Regions from separate parts of the Mus musculus genome. Here all the other regions are linked to region 1. Evidence: chromatin contacts called from public HiChIP or PLAC-seq data. All regions are on one chromosome and are shown on one strand. Each heading gives the region's core, a stretch centred on a gene start, on an enhancer-like site or on the middle of the called end of the contact. The rest is flanking DNA. Distances are from core to core; before and after follow the strand shown.

What was found. HiChIP or PLAC-seq counts read pairs in DNA pulled down with a chosen protein or histone mark.
Region 2: a contact with region 1 is called in a BATF HiChIP or PLAC-seq map of CD8 T cells, with 5 read pairs. The contact joins two enhancer-like sites. A contact is called at or near these places in 1 of 15 datasets of contacts at CTCF or cohesin (CD8 T cells), 1 of 484 Hi-C or Micro-C datasets (cerebral cortex) and 3 of 115 datasets of contacts at active chromatin or transcription factors (CD8 T cells, double positive thymocytes and embryonic stem cells).
Region 3: a contact with region 1 is called in a CTCF HiChIP or PLAC-seq map of CD8 T cells, with 8 read pairs. The contact joins two enhancer-like sites. A contact is called at or near these places in 1 of 15 datasets of contacts at CTCF or cohesin (CD8 T cells), 4 of 484 Hi-C or Micro-C datasets (CD8 T cells, the HPC-7 cell line, Th2 cells and 1 more) and 1 of 115 datasets of contacts at active chromatin or transcription factors (CD8 T cells).

The regions. Positions count from the first base shown.
Region 1 is chr7:74,585,953-74,589,194 of GRCm38.p6, forward strand. No RefSeq gene overlaps it. Among named protein-coding and RNA genes, the nearest start is that of Slco3a1, 33 kb to the left of the region's middle. Within about 2 kb of position 1,454, at least 5 of the 459 cell types and tissues checked have an H3K27ac peak or open chromatin away from gene starts, as enhancers often do. A contact at or near this core is called in CD8 T cells, where this site is marked.
Region 2 is chr7:74,662,131-74,665,554 of GRCm38.p6, forward strand. No RefSeq gene overlaps it. Among named protein-coding and RNA genes, the nearest start is that of Gm39037, 38 kb to the left of the region's middle. Within about 2 kb of position 1,896, at least 10 of the 459 cell types and tissues checked have an H3K27ac peak or open chromatin away from gene starts, as enhancers often do. A contact at or near this core is called in CD8 T cells, where this site is marked.
Region 3 is chr7:74,688,603-74,691,837 of GRCm38.p6, forward strand. No RefSeq gene overlaps it. Among named protein-coding and RNA genes, the nearest start is that of Gm39037, 64 kb to the left of the region's middle. Within about 2 kb of position 1,774, at least 24 of the 459 cell types and tissues checked have an H3K27ac peak or open chromatin away from gene starts, as enhancers often do. A contact at or near this core is called in CD8 T cells, where this site is marked.

The DNA.
Region 1 (3,242 bases), core at 204-2,703:
CAGGACCAAGGGTCTCTCCTCCCATTGATGGCCGACTAGGCCATCCTCTGCTACATATGCAGCTAGAGCCATGAGTCCCACCATGTGTTTTCTTTTTGGTGGTATCAACTTTCTTTCTCCAGATAAGAACCTGTTTGGATAGCACCTGGGATTCCTGAAATGTTTCCTTATGCTTATGAGGCATCTTGGTATCTTAAGCCTTCAATCAGCCAATGACATTTGCCTACCCTGGATATTCCTATCCCCTTACCCCAAAACCATTGAATCACCCCAGTAAAGTTGATCTGTCTTCCCACAGCTGGCCCTGGTGTGTTATTACCAGACATACTCACAGGGCTTCTGAACCATCCTATTCTTTGTCTCTGTACAATTCGCCCTTGTGGATTGATCTCAACCGACTATCCTTGGTGGAGGTGGGGGGGAGTCACAGAAACCCATCTGTTTGGCCTCTGGTGAGAGCCTCCTGAGCCACATCACAAAATGATTGAGGCATGGAAAGGGAACTAGTCTAGAATAGTCTATCTAAAATAGTCTAGAATAATCTATGACCCAAAAATACAGACTAGGCTTTATAACCCAGTATGTGAGACCAGCATTAATTCCTTCTGAGATCAGTAACTTCAATGACCCAGTCCAACCCATCCCTGAATGGACCCTACCTCTTAAAGTTTCCACAGCCTCTCCCATTGCCAAATGGATGACCAAGCTTTCAGTATATGAACCCTGGGAACAGGCTTATCCAAACCATATTGGGCCATGGGACCGGCTTGATTTTCAGTTGTCTGTGGAAGCTTTTGCCACTCTTTGGCCTCATTTTCAGAGTTCTGAGAAAGGGCACTGGGTATGTGTATCTGACTAATTATACAGTTCGCACACAAACACCCAGGGGTGTAGGGTTATAGAGATTTGGAAACTAAGAAATGTAGCCCCACTAAGCCTTGGATTGCCTCGGCAAAACAAGAATAATAAATACACTGTTACATTAAAGCTGTGAGAATTAAGTGAGGAAATAAGTTCAGAGTGAACATTGTAACATTAGCCATGGACTAAGATCTTCTTCATTTATTTAATCAATAATGGGTATTAAGGATTGACTTTACGGCATACACTGAGATTCAAATGATGAGACAAACAGATATGATTCTTTTCTACAAGGAGATTATATTCCAGTATATTTAGTAAATGCTAATGAGATTTACTATTATCATATGTTTCATCAGTTATTTACTGAGATGCAGAACAGACCAACAGTTAAAGTTTTAAATTCATAAGCCTTTATTATCTGGATGTGAATACGCTAGGGATTTTGGGCAGCCAGGCTGAGTGGTTGTGGCTCAGGTCCACTAGTGATATTTCCTGGGCTTGTAGCTCTCTGAAATCTTAACTAAAGCTGGAGGACCTGCTTTAAAATGGTGCCACATATCTCTTACTCACTGCATGGCCTTCTCATTGATGCCAAATTCTCCTCATAGCATGGTAGCCAACTTGCCCCAGAATGAGAGTTCCACAAAAGAGACCCACATTCTGTCACTTGTCCCACAATTGATTTTTAAGAACTGGAGTAATAATTCTAACCACATTTCATAGGAGGAAATTTGGCCTTCATCTTTTAGAGTAGAGTTTGGAAGAACTTGTGACATTTTTTTTTAACTACCACATAAATTATGATGAAGACTTGAGAAAAGAAAGTAAGGCGAGAAAAGAAAGCCAGACTCACCCAATCAGTGCTTTCTAAAGTGAGATGGGGTGGTTTCCTGTGAGAGGCCACAAGAGCTAGGGTGCTGATTCTGTAGAAAACCATATATGTACCACATTTTCTGTATCCATTCCTCTGTTGAGGGGCATCTGGGTTCTTTAGAGCTTCTGGCTATTATAAATAAGGCTGCTATGAACATAGTGGAGCATGTGTCCTTCTTACCAGTTGGGGCATCTTCTGGATATATGCCCAGGAGAGGTATTGCTGGATCCTCCGGTAGTACTATGTCCAATTTCCTGAGGAACCACCAGACTGATTTCCAGAGTGGTTGTACAAGCCTGCAATCCCACCAACAATGGAGGAGTGTTCCTCTTTCTCCACATCCACGCCAGCATCTGCTGTCACCTGAATTTTTGATCTTAGCCATTCTGACTGGTGTGAGGTGGAATCTCAGGGTTGTTCTGATTTGTATTTCCCTGAGTACTACTCAGCTATTAAAAAGAATGAATTTATGAAATTCCTAGCCAAATGATGGACCTGGAGGGCATGATCCTGAGTGAGGTAACACATTCACAAAGGAACTCACACAATATGTACTCACTGATAAGTGGATATTAGCCCAAAACCTAGGATACCCAAGATATAAGATACAATTTCCTAAACACATGAAACTCAAGAAAAATAAAGACTGAAGTGTGGACACTATGCCCCTCCTTAGAAGTGGGAACAAAACACCTTTGGAAGGAGTTACAGAGACAAAGTTTGGAGCTGAGATGAAAGGATGGTCCATGTAGAGACTTCCATATCCAGGGATCCACCCCATAATCAGCATCCAAACGCTGACACCATTGCATACACTAGCAAGATTTTATCGAAAGGACCCAGATGTAGCTGTCTCTTGTGAGACTATGCCGGGGCCTAGCAAACACAGAAGTGGATGCTCACAGTCAGCTAATGGATGGATCACAGGGCTCCCAATGGAGGAGCTAGAGAAAGTAGCCAAGGAGCTAAAGGGATCTGCAACCCTATAGGCGGAACAACATTATGAACTAACCAGTACCCCGGAGCTCTTGACTCTAGCTGCATATGTGTCAAAAGATGGCCTAGTCGGCCATCACTGGAAAGAGAGGCCCATTGGACACGCAAACTTTATATGCCCGAGTACAGGGGAACACCAGGGCCAAAAAGGGGGAGTGGGTAGGTAGGGGATTGGGGGTGGGTGGGTATGGGGGACTTTTGGTATAGCATTGGAAATGTAAATGAGCTAAATACCTAATAAAAAATGGAAAAAAAAAGAAAACCATATATGACTATGAGCTTGAGAAGAAAACATATGGGGATAATGAAAGGGTCCTGTGTCTGAGTTTGTTCTGTTATACTAGGTCCAACAAATATTGAAGACCCATTTTCTAGAAAGTTCTTGCCTTCCTTTCTATTCTGGCTTCTCTTAAGATCCATGGGGAGAGTCTTGATTTTTCTGAAATCTGGAACATGGAACTCAGGTTACTTAAGTCTTTAAAGAAATTTTCAAGTAGAAAAACTTGTT
Region 2 (3,424 bases), core at 646-3,145, 77 kb after region 1:
TCCGTGAGTCAAGCATCTAGAGAGACTGGCTGCCGCTGCCACTGCTGTTTCACAGAGTCTATGAATCACTATTTCAAGAAAATAGATGTTAAGCTGTTGTTCTTTTTATTTTGGATCCCTAAACATGGTGTTATTAATGCTTTGTTTGGGTTCTTTGCCATGGGAACCAAAATAGTCACACTCGTGTTCCCCAAATCTGAGCTAGGACAAATGACTTAACAACCCAATCTTTGGTTTCTTCTCTCTGGTTCTCCATATCCTCAATTCTGCTATAGCCTGAGGTAATATTTTCCAGTGCATTTTACTCTCTAACATTTCATGAAGAGAGTTCTTGCAATTTTAAGGGCTGTGATTTTATAGACAAATGTCTGAAAACATACTTCATTTTACCAACTATAAAATGGGGCACAAGAGGAAACTCTCTCCATTCCTTTGGTATGTCCTGTTTGCGATTGACATTTAGTCATTTATTTGCTATGACAATAGCCACTTGATTTTTTTTATTGGATATTTCCTTTATTTACATTATCCCCCTTCCTGGTTTCCCTCCAAACTGGAAACCCCCTATCCCATCCCCCATCCCCTGTTTCTATGAGGGTGTTTACTCACCCAATACTGCTTCACTCCCCATCCCCTGACATTCCTCTACATTGGGGCATCGAGTCTTCACTGTACCAATGGCCTCTTCTCTCATTGTTGCCTGACAATGCCATCTTCTACTACATACGTGGCTGGAGCTATGATGGGTCCCTCCATGTGTACTCTTTGGTTGGTGGTTTCATCCCTGGGAGCTCTGGGGCATCTGGTTGGTTGATATTGATGTTCTTCCTATGGGGTTGCAAACCCTTTCAGCTCCTTCAGTCCTTTCTCTAATTCCTCCATTGGGGACTCCATGTTCATTCCAATGGTTGGCTGTGAGCATCCACCTCTGTATTTGTCAGGCTCTGGCAGAGCCTCTCAGGAGACAGCTATATCAGTCTCCTGTGAGCATGCACTGCTTGGCATCCACAATAGTGTCTGGGCTTGGTGACAGTATATAGGGTGGATCCCCAGGTGGGACAGTCACTGGATGGCCTTTCCTTCAGTCTATGCTCCACACTTTATCACCATATTTCCTCCTGTGAGTATTTTGTTTCCCCTTCTAAGAAGGACCGAAGCAGCCACACTTTGGTCTTCCTTATTTTTGAGCTTCATGTGGTCTGTGAATTGTATCTTGGGTATTCTGGGTTTTGGGTTAATATCCACTTATCAGTGAATGCATACCATGTGTGTTCTTTTGTGACTGGGTTACCTCACTCAGGATATTTTCTAGTTCCATCCATTTGCCTAAGAATTTCATGAAGTCATTGTTTTTAATAGCTGAGTTGTGTAAATATACCATTGTGTAAATATACCACATTTTCTGTATCCATTCCTCTGTTGAGGAACATCTGGGTTGTTCTAGCTTCTGGATATTATAAATATAGCTGCTATGAACATGATGGAGCATGTGGAACACCTTTTGGGTATATGCCAAGGAGTGGTATTGCTGGTTCCTCAGATTTTGGATGTACATGTATTTTAAATGTAGTTTAAAGGTTTTTTTAAACTTTGATTTACATCTAGAATGCTTGGCTTATATCTCCTTATATGGGACATGTCAGGGCCAAAAGAAATTTGTTTCACATAGACCTTACATATACAACCTGATCATAATTTTATACAATACTGTTGATAATTCTGTGCATGAAAAGTTATGTGTATTGAAGGATATTTGTACTATAGATCAAGTGTGGCATCTTTTATTTTCAGTTACTTGGGTGATGCTTAATTTGTGTATACGGCAGAGTTACCCAGTGTGCCTCTGAGTCCTCTGTGGTTGCCCTGTGCTCCACCACTGTGATGCAGTCTGCAGAACTGGAGCCTCTCATCTTACCCAGCTTCTCAGACACCTTCTTCACTGGGTTCAATGTTTCCTGTTGAAAACAACAAAACTGCTGTTTGGGCTTTTTTTTTTTTTTTTTTTTTTTGAGAGTCTGTTTTTGCATATCATACAGATACATTTTTGTTACTCTTTTTTTTTTTAAAGGAAAGCAATGTATGTTGATTCAAGGGTAGAAAAAAAGCTGAAAGATATTCTCTTGAGCAGGTGGCTCATGGTGAAAAAAAATCACTTCTGTTCAATGTTTACATGGGTTTGAACCATACTTTAAGATGGAAAAACAGAGGCAATTAGAGTTAAGTAACAACTGAATGTTTAACTTGTCTTCTTTGGTTTTGTCTTGTGTTTTTAACGGTTTGCTGAAATAATGGCCTCTTCTCTGGGCTCTCATTTGCTTTGCCATGGGTGTCAGATCTGTGTGGAGTTGCTCATACAAGAAAAGTGCCACTCCTTATGAAGTAACGATGTTAAGTTTTGGAAGTGCTTGATGGCTAAAGTGAAGGAAATCTGTATTTGAGGCTCAAATGATGGTATGACTTAGTCCTTCTGAATTTCAGTCACTTTATGTGTAGTAGTGGAGATAAAGGTAGAGAACATTATGATTGTCAGTAAAACAACACCATTGTGATAAAAGGTGGTGATGGTTACTGCTGCCAATGCTTACTAAATAGGCTTTTATATGTTTATTAATAAATACCATTCAATGTAAATTGTATGGTAGAGATTGGCATCTTATGGCAACTGATAATAGCTCAAAGCAAACCATTTCCTGGATCTTGATTCTTGGTGATAATACTTCATCTTCTTTGTTTCCTGAGTTCATTTGTTGCCTGTATTGATTCTCTATCCCAGTGGAGCTGGATTTGAGAACTGCATTAAAAATATTAACCAAAAGAGGCTGTTTTTTAGGCAAATGTGTAATGAAGCTTCGGATGGTCCCAAATGGTATTTGCCAGTGGCTATTCATCATGACCAGTGCATAATTTTTCAGGAAGTGAGACTGGAAACGTCAGAAAAAGATATGATTTCTCGTTTTATGGATGCACAGGGAACATTCAACAACTCAACCTACTATGAGGTGGGAGGTCATTGAGTCTATTTAGTAGTGGGAGTGTGTTACACATACAGTGTCTTTGTAGTAATCTTTATAATCAGGACCCATTGTTCACCACCATGATATTGTTTTCTCCATCATTAGGCAGAGAGGCAAAACTTCTTTAGTCTGTGACTGAATGTTCCCAAATGGAAAGTAGCCAGAAAGGTGCTGTCAATTGTTCTGATTCAGAAGGGATCTTGTACAGTGATCTTTTGTCTGTGCTTTCTGAAGAAAATTTAATTTTAAACTATCATATTTGTTTTAAAATCCTTGCACTACCAAGAATTTACCCACTTTCCCAACTGTGGAAAATTGGCCTACTTGTAAAAGTGAAGAAACTCAAACTGTTACAGTTCTACTTTCTAAACTACTTACGTTTGCCAGGTTTAATGGCTTTCTGTTTTGCA
Region 3 (3,235 bases), core at 524-3,023, 100 kb after region 1:
AATTGGACTAGGAAGGCAAGTAAAGAGGAAGATGATACAAAGTCAGAGGGGTAGGGTGATGGGGTGGATGGGGGGGGGTGAATGTGATCAAAGTACATTGAAAATTTCAAAGACAATAAAACATCTCATTTAATTAAGATAGAATTACATTATTTTCCTTCCCCTCTCTTTCCTCTAGCCCCTATACTTCCTTGCTCCCTTTAAAATATGGCTCTTTTTCTTTAGTGATTACTGCTGTGTGTATGTGTCTGTCTGTCTGTCTGTCTGTCTGTCTCCTTCTGTGTGTGTGTGTGTGTGTGTGTGTGTGTGTCTGTGCAAAAAATACAGTCTAGTGTAGAAACATTTAGTGTTTCTTCTTTGCATTTTTTAGGGCTGACTGGATGGCATTAGACACCCATTTAGGGGGTTCATCCCTGGAAAATACTATTTCTCCCCGAAGTAGTCATTATCTGTAGTTCTTCCTCTATGGGTGGGGCCTGGTCAGATTTCTCCATTCCCTTTGAGTGTCAATCTTACCCAAGAATTCCAGAGTTACTGAGAAAACAACAAACAAACAATGCAAGAGGGGAAGGCAATTCTCACTCACTGTTAGTGGGAATGTGAACTGCTCCAGCAAGTATAGAAATCAGTGTGGAGAATTCTTAAAAAGCTAAAAATAATTCTACCATGTGACACTACTGTACCACTCCTCATCATATACCCAAAAGGACCCGACATCCTATTCCACAGATATTTCTCAGCAGCGTTCATTGCTGCTCTTACTCACAATAGCCAGGAAATAGGAAAAAAAAAATCTAACTATTCTTCATGAGAAGATGGTGCATGCGCACTGTGGAACACTGTTCAGCTGTAGGGAGATATGTTGCAGGGTCTGAGACAAAGAACTACAGGTGACTAATGACTCTAGGTGAAGGAGAGGTAGCCTCTACTCTACAATGGTGTGGCCCGCTATATTGGTTGTCCAATTCAGAATTATCTATCTTGAAAATATACACATACCACCAAGAGAAGTCAACCGATCAGGTTGTATTAATATACATACATTTGTGCATGCACATAAGCATGTATTTAACAATAACAATCAGAGAAAGAGAGGCTGTCAACTTGAAAGTGTGTGTCAGGGCGTGAACATGGGGAGAGTTTGAGGGAGGGTATCTGGGAGGGGCTGAAGGAAGGAAAGGGAGGGAGAAAAGTGGTGTAAGTCTGTTCTGATTAAAACATGTTGAAAACAGAAACCTAAAACCATTGAATTTGCAGGAGAAGAGAGGGAATAAGAAAATATAACACTGAGTGTGGCAACCCAGACCAACACAGCAAATGCAGCATACTGTCTCTCATCGGCAGTCACTCGCTCAACTATTCAGAATTGAATATATAACACAAACCAGGAAAGTATAAAGGAACCCTGGCTAGGGGAGCTCTGGATAGAAGGATAGCAGGCTAGAACATATTTACAATGGTATGAAGAGGAATATGAGAAAACAGGGTGCTGCTCTAGTTGAGATGGGGCATGAAGGACAATACAGAAGAGGGAGGAAAGAGATGATTTAACACAAAGGATATCTGAAATAGCCACAGGGAATCATATCACTTTATATTTACCTAAAACTACAAATAGTACATGTAACTGTTTATGTATACATACATATTATGCATAGTTTCAAATATTTTTAAAAGATTCTTTGTTACAGTTTTGGGTTTCTAGAAAACTCAGTTAAGAGGCTCTGACGTCACACTGGGTGGCTTCAGAGCCTGTCTTAGCCATTGGTGTGTCTCCTTAAGCACTTCATAGGCATCTGTATTGATTTGTGAAATGAGTATTTATCACTTAAACCAGCCTCTTGTCTGTGTCATCTAAAAGTGCTAGTCATTAGTAAATCTCAACTGATTTGCTAAGTCAGCAATGAATTTGTTTCTGAAATTAATTCTGGCTTAAAACCCAATATCATATTCAAGTGTTAGATCTGGTTAAAAAGAAAAACCTCCCACTTTGTGGTTTTGGGTGAAACACTAGAGATTCTCAAGTTAGTGCCTAGTCAATATAAAAATTGGGGGGAAGACATTTAATGCAGTTGGGAGTCCAGTGTCTGAGCCTTCATTATTTTTGGCTGTTGTGTAGTTAATATTTCTCATCTCAGCCATTCATGGATGCCAGTATACAAGTAATACCTTCATTTGTTTGTCTAAAATTTTCTCTTGCTTTACAGCAGCTAAGTCTTCACTGTTCTTAAACTCAGAGAAGGCAGGCAGAAAAACAACTGAAAAGGTCCCCCCCCCCCTTGCCCACCACACACACATCCTGAGCTTTGAGGTCAGCTCAGTAGGTGGTTCTGAGCCACTGAAAAGTGGGTTGAGGGTGTGTGCAATGCATTGGGGCTTGAGATGTGCTTTCTGGTTTGGAGTTTTTGGAAGGGTCAACACATGGAGGATTTTTGCAAGAGTAGGTTTTACTTAAAGATTAGCTGACCCCCATGAGACTTGGGGAGAACTTACAGCTTTCAGATGAGAAAACTGCTAAGTAGTCAAGCATAACTCGTGCCTAGAACAGTGACCAGCACAGAAACCTCTACTACTTCAAATAGTGCCTAGCCTCTGCCTTTCTCTAATTTGCCCTCTGTTTTAAAGTCAGGTTCATAAAGGCTTCATAAGGGATCCCCCCAGCCCTTATGTACCAAAGCAGGAAGGAATGGGCTTGGCCTCCTTTTGATAGTAGAAAGCTGGTTTCTGTGTAGTTCAGGGATGGCTGCACTTTGTATTTTGAACTATTCCTGGGTATCACTCTCCTTCTGTAATGTGAGGCTAGGGTCTTGGATGAGACCAACAACTCCAGTTACACTTGACTTCAGGGAAATGTCTTCTATGTTGTGCTTATTCTGCATAGACTCGGGGTCTTGTGGTGTACAGCAGAGTAGAGTCACTCTGTGGCTATGTCTCAGGCCAGATTCCACAGGGCAAACAGTTAGTGAATAGTGAGAGCTAACTCTGTCATCAGGATGTTTTCGACAAAGCCATTATAAATGGAAGTAAACACATTATTTGAAAATGCCCCCAATTCATCAGTTTTGAGTACCGTATTGCACTTTTACTCTATCTCTTGATATTACTCATGTCTATTTTAACTATAGGATGAAACTAATGTGGCGTGGCACTCTGCATTCTGCATGGCTCCTTAGAGATTCACAGTTGAACTATTGGAACACAGTAGAAATAGGCACAGGTTACAGAACAGGACCAG